Linked DNA regions of Mus musculus: regions 2 and 3 are each linked to region 1. The links are chromatin contacts, called in public promoter capture Hi-C maps. All regions are on one chromosome and are shown on one strand. Each heading gives the region's core, a stretch centred on a gene start, on an enhancer-like site or on the middle of the called end of the contact. The rest is flanking DNA. Distances are from core to core; before and after follow the strand shown.

Region 1 (4,186 bases), core at 1,019-3,518:
ATTAAGTAAGTTTGAATTGTGCTCATTTGGCTCCAAAGGTTAGGATACCTTAGAGTCTATATAAGTCTATATACTATCCTATATATTCTGATCCTTGCATACTTTGACTTAACTAGAGGAAAGTTTTGATTTCATGCCACGTTAAAAACCGGACATTTAGCCGGGCGTGGTGGCGCACACCTTTAATCCCGCAACAACAACAACTACAACAACAACAACAACAACAAAATACCAGGCATTTACTTCACAGAATTAGTTAGGACTTTGCATTTGTTTATGAAAAAGTCCAAATAAACTTAGTAGAGAAGCAAAAAGTTGATTCAGTTTTAGATAATAAAAGTTTAAACTGCTATTAATCAGTTAATCAAACAGACCAGCTTTGCTCTGATGTCCCACCACCAGAATGGCTAGTAAATGTTGTTTCAGCAGTTGTTGATTTACAGTCACAATACATTATCCACATTAAAATCCTACATATACAGCTGGGAAAACGGCTCAGTGGCAGAGTGCTCACCTAATATGTACAAGGCTCTCAACTCAATACAACATGGTGGGAAGAAGGAAAAGAGGAGATAGGAGAGGGTAGAGAGAAGGGAGACACTTAGAAATGAGTTAAACACTCTATACCAAATATATGCTCATTAAGTTTGTGCACCAGTGAATTGTGCTTTGATGATTTTGAAGCAAACAGGAACTTGGTCATATGTACTGGTATTTTGCTGTGGAATTGTACTGTGGAACTTTTGAGAATATGCTAGGTCTGTTAGAATTCTTGATCAGAATCGGACTTGACACCAACTGCCTTGCTTATCCTGCTAACTGGCAAAAACCAACTAGGACTTCATTCCTACCAATATTTTGAGCTTTCTACTGTTTAACTGAAAAACTTCCTAACAGCAAAAAGCAGATGTCAGAGGGAAAAGGTCCACATTTTGTGCTTCATTTAAAGATACAAAAGAACGCCATCTTGTTTGAAACTTGCAACTCTTCTGGTTAACACCAACAGATTTGTTCCTGTGTAACAATGTGTTCAAAGCACATTGACACCGTAGTACTTGAGGGGAAAATGACACAGCTGTAAGCCTACCTTATTCTTTCCCAAGCTACCCTGTCACAAACAAGTTCATTTATTTAAAAAGAAACAAAAGGCTCCCATGGTCACTACAATAAAAAGCAAAACGAATCATAATCAGCACAGTGTGTGAGGAAAGAGGTTCTATTACATACACAAATTTTATAAAATGATTTCCTTCTTGGACGATATTGAGATTATAATTGTGAATACTAAATATATGCAATGTCAAACTCCATCCCAGGCGATGTTTGCCAACAGCACTCGAAATGCTTAACTGGTACTTTCTGGTTACTATGACTACCGAATTGTACAAAGCTTGTTCCAGTTGTCTGAAATTTAAGTTGGGGCAGAACAGAGTACAATACTGGAAAGCTGCAACTGGACCCTGGGAGAGTCTTTTCACAGGCTTCTCTTCAATCGGGTTGGTTTTTCTTGGCTGTTTGCTCTAAGAAGCAATCAACCAACCAGGTTTCCAAGTGTAGGGTTTATGAGTATGGAATTGCATGGCACTTAAAAGTGACTTACAATCAAATCACTACTCCACCTAGTTATGTAATCTCCTTCCCAAGATCAAGTCAGTTGGAGGGTTTTTTTTTTGTTTGTTTTTTGTTTTTGTTTTTGTAAGCATCCTCTCCGTGGCTGGAGGGGTGCGAAAGTTAGGAAAGAGCAACTCAAAGCCCGGAGGCTGTGGTCACAGTACTGAAGGAGTCTGAGTTTTAAATGGGGGCGAGGGAGTTTCTGCGGGAATGTGTCTGTGTCGGCCAAGTGGCAGAACCAGGCCAAGAGGCCACACTGATCTGTTCGCGCACACTGACCGTAGACAGTGCCGGGCTGCGTGGTGGCCTCGGCTTTTAGGGTCTATGAAGCTGAAAGCCGATGCTGCGGTGCGGACCCAGGGAGCGCCCGTGCCTACAGCCGTGGGCAGGCCGCTGAGCCGTGCTGTGCCCGCCGCCAGCCTCAACGGCCGGCTCTGGCGAGCTTTCAAACGCCAGCCAGCGCCCCCCGCGAGCAGCGCCCGGCGCCGAGGCCGCCGAGGGCTTCCGGGGCTCAGCGTCCGGGTCACCTTGCCTCCGCTCCGGCCCGCAGGCAGAGCGGTTCGTAGTCTCGACCCGCCCCACCCACCGCGGCCGCGACCCCCGCCGCACTCACCCCTTTCCAGCCGGACAGGTTCGCCCAGCGCCGCCATCTTCTCTTCGGAGGTGCAGACCCACAGGAAGTGACGACAGAGGGGCCGCGGTGGACCAGGCCGAGAAAGCGGAAGGGCGAGGATGGTAGTAACGCGAGAGCTAGAAGGATGCGGGTAACTACGCAGAGCGGTAGCCGGGGACGCTTTGCGACCGACGGGTGGCCTCCTTTCGTGGGTCTGTGCTCGTCCACTTCCAACAACCTGAGGTTGAAAAGAACCGATGTCCCGAGTGTCCCCTGCCTCGGGGAAGTCAGGACCTTAGTTCCGGCCCTTACCCGACCGACGGCAGCCTCTGACCGTCTAGGCTGGTTTCCCCATGTCCGAGTCCTCTTATAAATTCTTAATATCCTAGCTTGATCTAATTTAAAAAATTTACAATTCGAATTTTATCTAAAACTCTCTTTGAGCAGAAAGGTGGGAAAAAAAACAACCGGGAGAGAACGCTTTGGTATACACGAAGTATTGTTTTTAGTTAGCCGATTCAAAATCTGCTTGTGAATGAAGGATGAAGCATAGATTTTGTTTTATGGGTACATTTTGTAATTTGTAAGAATTTTTATATTAATGGGTGTTTTGCCCTTATGTATATCTGCACCATTTACAAACCTGAGGCCACAAGAGGGCATCTATTCCCCTGGAACTGGAGTTACAGATGGTTGAGACCTGCCCTGTGGGTGTTGGGAATCTAACCCCAGGACCCCTGGAAAAGGAGCCAGTACTCCTAACAGCACTGTCTGTCATCTCCAGATCCTCATAGGGCCACTCTTGAAGACTTGGTGGACCCAAATATTTTTAGTCACTAATTTCAATGAAATAATTTTTGTGAAACTTGGATTTGGGTAGCAAAGATCATAGTCCAGTGTTAAGTTTGTAACACCTGCACGACAGGATTGTTTTAATAGCTGGTTGCAGGTGACCCATTCTTTCCGTTGAACTGCAGTTTTCTACATGTTGTTATTAGGTAGTTGAATCCCACCACTGGGCAGTAGCCTTCAAGCTTCCTCATGCTCCATACAAATGACACAGGTTTTCTTGGCTGACAGGAGCTATTCTTATGAGCTGGGGTTACACATTACTTACTTTTCCAGAGACTCGAATCTGCAGACTTGTACAAGCTACACAAATCTGAGCTTTATCTCTATCTTCTGCTCCTTTGGAGTAGTCTTTTTCCATGTCTTTGATGATAAACACACAAAAAATCCCAGAATTCCAGGCTTACGCAGAAGACCATAAAAGTTTCCAGAGAATAAAAGGTCACCTTCTAAGGACTAGAAATTGAAACAGGATGCACTTTCTTTCCTTAACACAGCTGGAAGGACTCTGCAAGCTATAAAACTGTTACAGAAAATTGAATAATTCTCAAACTAGAATTCCCTCCTTGTTTTCTAGAGCTTCCATAGTGAAGTATAACAAGCGGAATGTTTTAAAACCACAGATAATTGCCTCACAAATCTGAGAGCTACAAGTCAGGAATAAAGGTACTATGTTCATTTCTAATCTACAGGAACCCTTCCTTGTCTCTGCCTGGCTTTCTAGCAGTTTTCTGGAAGTCTCTGGTGTTCCTGACTTGTGCTACTCAGCATCTTAGTTAGGGTTTTACTGCTGTAAACAGACACCGTGACCAAGGCAAGTCTTACAAAGACAACATTTAATTGGGGCTGGCTTACAGGTTCAGAGGTTCAGTCCATTATCATCAAGGCAAGAGCATGGCAGCATCCAGGCTGGTATGGTGCAGGAGGAGCTGAGAGTTCAACATCTTCATCTGAAGGCTGCAAGTGGAAGACTGACTTCCAGGCACTTAGGAAGTTGCTGTGATAGCCCACACCCACAAGTGACACACCTACTCCAACAAGGCCTCACCTGCCTCAACTGAGCCATACCTTCTAATAGTGCCACTTCCTGGGCAGAACATATGCCAACCATCA
Region 2 (4,186 bases), core at 1,202-3,701, 4.8 Mb before region 1:
GTCATTGCTATTACTTCGAGTGGCATTTCCTGATTCTAGATAACTGGGCATCACCCTGACTGTCCAATTTGTCTTCCTCTCTGACCAACATAACCTCTCCACCAGTAAGGCTAACCTCTCATATCTTTGTTTGAAGATGTATCTGTTTCTCCTGTCCTTATCTTTCAAGTCCTATACTACTCTAACTACCCATCAGTTCAATGGACTCAACTCCCAATGATCTTGTCATATGTATTACATAAATTGTTACTTTCAAAATTTCATAGGCTGAAAAGCATATGATTCATAATGTATAATTTGAATGCTTTATCTCTAACCAGACACCAACATCTCAAATACTTAATTGATTTGGTAAATAATTATAATCACAGATTATTTTTTGCACACACGATTATAATACTGATACTCATAGCAAATTATCAATGCCATGATGACGCATACCAACTATTTGGAGCCATTGAAAGCACTTGTAGTATGGCAAGACGGATTGCTAATGTGTATCCCACACAATGTGAGGTGTCTCACACATCCTACCTTTAGTTCATGATATTGTTCTCATTTCTCATGGCTTTCTTTAGTAACCCATATCTGTCTATTCAACTATATTGACTGTTTTAAAAATACTAATTCTTTTCATGTTTTGCCAAATCCATCATCTTGTTTTTAGATCACATCACATCATCTCTCCTGGAACATTAAAATAGATTTCTTCCCTAATAGATGTTTTCAACATTGCAGTGTTATAAGAACCTGTTGTCCTTATAAAACCTTCAACCATACCTGTGCTATAAAGTCTGAGATGGCCTACACCACCTTGGATGATCTTCTCTCTCCACCACCCAGACTTCATCTTCCATCATGCATTCTGGTTACTCTTCTCCAGTTACCTGTTCTTTTGTCATCAAACCTTCAGTTCAAAACCTGTGCCCAATTCATGTCCTGCCAGCAGTCTTTAATTAAAATACAATTTTAAAAGCCAGGTGAAGGGCTGGAGAGATGGCTTAGCGGTAAAGAGCACTGACTGCTCTTCCAGAGGTCCTGAGTTCAATTCCCAGCAACCACATGGTGGCTCACAACCATCTGTAGTGGGCATCCAATGCTGTCTAAGGCTGTGTCTAAAGGCAGTGACAGTGTATCCCACATGTATGAAATAAATATGGCCAGAACCAGCAGGCTGGAAAAAAAAAAGCCAGGTGAAAGTAGAAATCAGAAAGGGAGATTTATTCAACATGGATACATTGGGAAGACGGATTTTGGGAGTTTGGGCATTCACTGGAGATATATATATGTATATATATACATATATATATATATATATATATATATATACACACACACACACATATACACACACACACACACACATATATATATATATATATATATATATATATATATGTATTACATGTATATAATGTGTATATACATAGGCAGTGGTGGCGCACACCTTTAATCCCAGCACTCAGGAGGCAGAGGCAAGTGGATTTCTGAGTTCTAGGCCAGCCTGGTCTACAGAGTGAGTTCCAGGACAGCCAGGGCTACACATAGAAAACCTGTCTCAAAAAAAAAAAAAAAAAAAAATATATATATATATATATATATATATATATATATATACATTCTTTACATATGAATAATATTCAAAGATGTATATGTTTAAGTTAGTTTAACTCACCAATAATGCCACGTGTACCCTCTATTTCTGCATTTTTTTTCTGTCTCTCTCTTTCTCTCTCTTTTGGTACAGTATTTTTCACTTTAACATACAATTCTCTTTTTAAATTCTCTTCTTCCTACACCTCTACACAAACTCCTTGTTCATGGATGTAGGTAGGCATGGTGGTCTATATCGTACACCAGTTGATCCCAGGAGCTCCAAAGAGTGCTTAGTACATTCAAATAACTAAGTACTGGCAAACGTATTTTAAATTAGATTTTCGTTTTGCTTTCTGGAGTGCAAGTTTTTCAGTTTCTGTATTGGGAAAATGCAAAAACACAGTATAGGAGGCGGAGGTCATGTAGCCTCACTGGTTCAATGGGCAGAGATGCAAACCTCGAAGTTAAAAGTGATCAGGGGTTAGTGGGTTTTTTTTTTTGGAGGGGGGGTAGGAAGGGCGAAAAGATTTCTTTCTTGTAGTTGACGAAGAGAGGAGAGAGACTAAATCCCCTTTCCAAGGTAGTGTTTCAAATCTTAGAACTTGTGACTTTGAATTTACTACCCAGACAATCCCAGCACCCTCAAGCGGTTTACCAAGGACCATGCCCTTCCCTTGGCAGCTTCACTGCCCTTACTTAGGTGGTTAGGCTGTGCCTAAACTTTTTTCTTTTTGTAAATTCTGAGCCATATATCCATGTATCAGGGAACAGATGCTGAGACTACCTAGCCTCTACACCCGGGTGTTCAGCAAGGTGCTGAAGGGGCAGTAGGCATGGTCGAGGGCAGGCAGCGCAGCAGACACCAGGTCGAGGACCGCGCGTGTAGGTCCAGTCGCCGCGGGATCCCGGGCCTGGCGTCTGTGGTTACCGCACGCACGCACGTACGCACGCACACTGCGCCCAGAATGAGGGTCGCGGCCCTGATCAGGTAATGAGGACTGGGGCCATCGCTTTACTCTTGGGCAAGGCTATATCCTGACGCGGCCACTGTAGAAACATCCGGAGCCACTTCTTGGGGCGCCGCGTGGGCCGGCCGGCGCCACGGCCACCGGAAGAGGCGGGGCGATCTGCTCGGGCTCCCTGGCCCCACGCGCCTCCTCTCTGGCAGCTTGGCAAAGCTAAACAGCACTAATTCCTGGGTCCTCCTCCTCCTCCGTGGGCGCATGGTCACCACGCCTGTTGGACTTTTATTTGCTCTGAACTTTGAGAGCCGCTGTTAACTTCACTTACTTGTTAGCAGTTTTTGTCCTCTATAATTCTCCTCAGTCTTGATCCTTTCCAGGAAGGAGGATTGCAACCTCACTCTCTTCTCACATCTCTGGCTTGCCGGGAGAGCTGTAGGATCCCCTAGATGGTTTGAGATTGCTTTGCTCCTATGTTGTCAGACACCTCCGTTGGAACTCAAGCTACTGACAGATGTATTTCCTCCTGGTTGAGTTGAAAATAAGCTAGGTTTTTCTAGATGCTCTGGAGTGCGTTGGATACAAATTTGCCTTACTGACCCTGGGCAACCCAAGTCATATTCCAAAAGTAGTTTGAAATCTAGTAACTTACTTAAAAGCCCAGATACTATAGCTGATAAGCAGAGCTATCCTTGATCTGTTTCAGTGCCTGGCAGTGATAAGGGGCATAGCAATATTAGTTTAAGACCCTTAAGTGTATTGTTTCTTGAGATTTAGACCTCAAAAAAGTGTGAATTCCACTTTATTGCTACAGTCTCTTTTTGTTAGCCTAGTGAAGCACACGTACACATTTGTTGTTAATGCCCTAGGTAACTGATGCTAGTTGACAGTGGGTGACAGTCTAGGTAAGCCAGTTTCTCTAGTGGCAGGAAAATGCCAGATCTGTTGATTCTGTGCCATTTTAAGGAAATGAAAACCCACCATAATTTAATAAATTTTACACATAAAGGGAATAAAACTTTAACCATCACGATTATTTGGTGAAGAGAGATAAAAATTAAATGTGAGCCAGGAAGGCAGCCATGGAACTTAGTTTACCGAAGCTCAGCAGGGTAGTAAAACATGTGAAACTGGAGAGAAGAAAGTCTCAGTGGAGTGTGTTCCTCAAAACACTCAGTGGATAGGAATTTAGAGGTGCTGTTTGAGAAATTATACAATTAAAAGCTGTATATTAGGAAATAAGAATGCACAAAATAAATATACATGTACTGTGTATGATTGTGTATAACATGGCCATATATTTAAGCTTCAGTTTGATAAATCTGTGTGCATTGTGTACCCACATGCATGTATTTGAATTTGTGTGTACAACAGTTGATAGGGTATGAATGTATTTCCAGGACAAAATGAAACACATTCTTTTATATCACTAAGTCAAAGACTAAAAAAAACTCAAAAAAAAAAAAAAAAAAAAAGATGTCCTGTTGAATGGAAGCTTGTAGATTATCTAGGCAGGCTATTTTAAATTTATTCTGAAGCATAGAAACCCAAATATATTGTGATTGCATTGTCTGCCTTTGGAATCTTCTGCCCGATCTGGGCTGCATTGTCTAGTCTCAAGAAGAAGC
Region 3 (4,186 bases), core at 1,120-3,619, 4.3 Mb before region 1:
CCTGTAATTTTTCCATCAGGCTATGTGACCGACTACCTCAAGGATGGTGGAGGTGCGAGTATTAGGTCTGTGTGCCCCAAGCTTGCAAGGCCAGAACAGGGCAGAGATTTGGGGTGTATACTGCCTTTATAATGTTTAGATATGCACCTGTATCCCTGATCTCTCCAAGACTTTTAACATGAGAGGGTGTTGGGTTTTGTCAAAGGCTTTTCCAGCATCTAATGATAGCTACCTCAGATCTATTTTCTATTCAATGGAACCAGTTTCCCCTTTAAAACTCAGCCTATTTCTGTATTTTTTGATGTGTGGTTTTTTACACCTTTTAACTACTTAGAATAGATTTGTGCTCTTTCTGTTCGCCAAGTGTCTTCACTGTTTGTTTCTTCCATTACATCGGTCCTGCTGGAGCTCACCCTTGGCTCTTTCCACCCTTTGATTTTGTTACTTCCAGCAGAAATCCCCACCTCCATGTTACCTACTCCAACCTCTCTGATACACCACTCAAAAGGTATCATCCCAAAATAATCCCCAACCGCTGTTTCCACACTGTCTTTACAAGGTCTTCCCTGAAGATTTAAGGACTCGGGAACTCAAGTCTCATTCCTAATTCCTAATGTCCTTCCACCATGACCTGCATTCAAGGCCTGATGGGTAGTTATGGTGAAGTATAAAAATAACGATTTCAGCATCTTAAGAGTCATCATCAAAGTCATTTGAAAGCCTGCCCTACTGTTTTATAGATGCCATAGTTGGCAATAACATGTCAGTGGTAGTTATATATTCAGAATGCTTTACATTTAAAATTGTAATCGAGCAAATTTTTATCTATATGTCTACAAACCATAAAAGATGGAGGGACGAAAGCTACAACATGTATATACTTGATGGCCAGACCTACAGCTATTTTCTTTCACAGTCCTCATTTTGGGCAGATGGGTATATATCACAAATTAAGAGAGAGAGAATGGTGTACCAGTCTACTGCCTATATTCCTCTAGAGAGGACTTACTAGAGATAACTGTTCAACCTATGTATGAGTTTGTAAATGGGATGGGTGTGCTAACCCAAGAATTATAAAATAAGTGACCAAATAAGAACCAGGCTAAAGTTTTAAACAGTTATTTCCCTAGTGAGGATAAAAGCATAAAACTCACAAGAAGTTGTGAGTTCAGCATCATGGACCATTGGAGGAACATGAATTACACCTATACTGTGATGTACCACATACGTAGTATGCCTAAAACAACTTTAAAAACTATCCATATTAAAAGTCGGTAAGGGAAAGAAGACAACACAAGTCTCAAATGTTAGCAAGGCACAACTGCTTTGGAAAGACAGACATTTCTTAAAATGGCAAACATACACCATTGAATGTGTTGCTTCAGAGGAAATGTATGTCTACATAATGACTTAGAATCGCCTGTAGAGGACTTTCTTGTAGTAGTCAGCAACTAGAAACAATCTAAACGCATATCAACATATTACTAAATTTATGGATTGTAGTATGTCTGAAAAGTTGGCTATTATTTAGCAATACAACTGAATCAGTGACTGATATGAACAACACAGATGCATCTCAAAATAATTTTGAGTGACCAAAAAAGAACATATTCTAAAATGTATGTAAAATAGTTTCTTTTTAAATTTTATTTTTACTTTTATTTCATGTGAATTGGTGTTTTGCGTGCATGTATGTCTGTGTGAGGGTGTCAGAGCCTCTGGACCTGGAGTTACAAACAATTGAGAGCTGCCATGTGGCTTCTGGGAATTGAACCCAGGTCATCTGGAAGAGCACCTGGTGCTCTTAACCGCTGATCAATCTCTCTTTTATTCCTCTGCAAATTTGCATAAAGTTTATATAAAATTCTGTAGTTAACAGTGACCCAGAGGATCCATGATAGTAGAAGACTGTGTGAGAAAAAGGGGTGATAGGTTGAAGGCAGAAGGACACATAGTAACTTTTAATGGCTTTGGGTAATCTCATTGCCATGATTCTGGTGATACAATAATAGATAGACAACTATTTCAAAGTGTATTAAGTTTTACACTTGGTTTATGTTTATTGTATGGCAATCAGTACTTCCAGGCAGTTTTTGAAGTCACACGGTGCCTCAAATTCTAAGAGTATGGGTTTTGCTTTTTACTATATTTTTCTTTAGCGTTCAAATAAAGTCGACATCCTATTCTTTCAACTCCCACCTTTATTAATCACATTCAACACATCTTTCAGCCCCCTCTCTCCCTATGACCCAATCCTACACGCTGTATGTTATCTTTCTTCCTTCCACTAGGGGGCAATAAAGAGACAGGTAAAGGCAGCCTACTTTCTAGCTCAAGCTTAACTCTTGCCTTGACTTCCGGGCCCACTAGTTCTGCTTCCGGGGAACGCCGGGACTTCTCAGGTTCCGGGAGGAACCGTGGGAGCCCAGCGTGTCTGTGCCGGGCGCTCTGGCACCTCGGGGCTGGGTCGCCGCCGCTGCTTGAAAGCTTTCGAGAGTCGCCGCTACGAGCCTCTGGTCAGCTTCAGTGGCGATCGCTGCGATGGCGGCTCCTGCGCAGCCCAAGAAAATCGTGGCCCCCACGGTGTCCCAGATCAACGCGGAGTTCGTCACTCAGGTGAGCCCCGGCGTGCCCGCTTGTGTAAGGAGGGATGCCGAGGACCTAAAGCCCGGGATTGGGATTGATTTTGATATCTTGTGTACGTGCAAGTTGCTAGTTAAACATTGGAAAAGCTGCAGTGAAAGAGGCCGCTCCTCGTTAGACCACAAAGCGTGCTTCTGAATTGTATTACTCTGACAAGACTCTGTCTACAAGTAGATCGCTCTATGGCAGTTAATTGTCATTATAACCTTTCATTTAGGAGACAACAGAGCCAATTCCGGGCCTGTAGCCTTTCACATCCTTGTTAATTCTTAGGAAATTATTGAGAGTGTAAGTGCGGGAAAATTTAAGCCCTCCCGCGCCTCTTCTGGCTCCGCAGATTTGTCAGGGCAGAAGCCTAGAAACTGTTTCCATTCGCTTAGCCCCAGCATGTCTACACAGTGTTTGTCTGTATTTCTGGACCTCTCTCGCCCAAAGATGCCTTCCCCACTAAGACTTGTTGATCTGTCATATTTCCTCTTGCCCTCCTGCAGCCTGTTCTTCAGATTGCTCCAGAGTGCTCACTGGTGCAAACCTGCTCACATTACTTGTCTTCCTACAGTGTCCCGTAAACAATTCTGATTGTCCCTGGGATAATGACTGGAATCTTTGAAAGTGCTGTGATCTGGCCTATGCTTTTACCCAAAGTGCCCTTCCTTTCTTCTTTCCTCCCTTCCTTTCTCTCTGTACCTGTCTGTCTGTCTCTCCCTCCTTTCCCCCCTAATTTTATGCTTTTATGGCTATAGCTGCGGTTACTTGAATATGCCATGGTAACTAAAAAGTGGATCCTGTTAACTTGGTTTTCTTTATTTTCATCCTTTTATACAATATTAGAGAGGCTATCCCGACTTCTTAACCGCATTAAAGCTAAATGCAGATAAGTACACAGTTTGAGAAAGAACACAAAAACAGTCCAGGCAAGTGCTGATACCTTAAAGTTTGAATGTAAAGAAAGAGCTAGAATGACAGGAACACATGAACCGAGAGGGAAAGTGCGGAGGAGAGATGGTGCCTGTCTTTCATTCCCAGCATGTGAGATGTGAAGACAGTGGGGAATGGAGTTCAAGGCTAGCCTTGTCTGTTTTGAGGCCAGCATAGGGTTCACAAGAAAGTTTTCACATTGTAGAAGGTCTCTTATAAAGTCTGCTGATTGTAAGATATTGAGCTGTAAATGAAAAGAACACACAGGTACCATCTTCTCTGTTTCACTTCAATGAGGATGAATAATCAGTGAAATGTTTATAATACAGAAATAGAAGAATATATTGAAACTGTTTACAACCTGAAAGATGGAAGCGTTAGTTGTCCGTTAGTGTTGCAGAAGCTTCTTGGAAGAAGAACACTTCAGACGTGGTTTCATTTGTCCGTTCATCTTTCTGTCTGTGTGTCTGTCTAGTGATACACCAAGCATTGAAGTCTACCAGACAGTGCAGTTACCTATTAAAAAATGTGCTCCCTAGAGTTTCTGGTTTTTTAAAAAGAGATTTTGTTTTGTTTTTAAAAATCAGTAAGAACTATTTTGTTTTTCAATTTTAATTTTTAATTA

The links. Promoter capture Hi-C pulls out the DNA fragments that hold promoters and counts their contacts.
Region 2: a promoter capture Hi-C map of pre-B cells shows a contact between it and region 1. The contact joins the promoter of Dph6 here to the promoter of Lin7c in region 1. A contact is called at or near these places in 1 of 39 promoter capture datasets (pre-B cells) and 1 of 484 Hi-C or Micro-C datasets (CD4 T cells).
Region 3: a contact with region 1 is called in a promoter capture Hi-C map of pre-B cells, with 5 times the contacts expected there. The contact joins the promoter of Aqr here to the promoter of Lin7c in region 1.

The regions. Positions count from the first base shown.
Region 1 is chr2:109,888,960-109,893,145 of GRCm38.p6, reverse strand. Lin7c (lin-7 homolog C (C. elegans)) reads right to left here and starts at 2,268. Exons shown (of 5, transcript NM_011699.3): 1 at 2,225-2,268. The coding sequence starts at 2,261.
Region 2 is chr2:114,653,229-114,657,414 of GRCm38.p6, reverse strand. Dph6 (diphthamine biosynthesis 6) reads left to right here and starts at 2,451. Exons shown (of 9, transcript NM_025675.5): 1 at 2,451-2,584. The coding sequence starts at 2,562.
Region 3 is chr2:114,173,522-114,177,707 of GRCm38.p6, reverse strand. Aqr (aquarius) reads left to right here and starts at 2,369. Exons shown (of 35, transcript NM_009702.3): 1 at 2,369-2,616. The coding sequence starts at 2,542.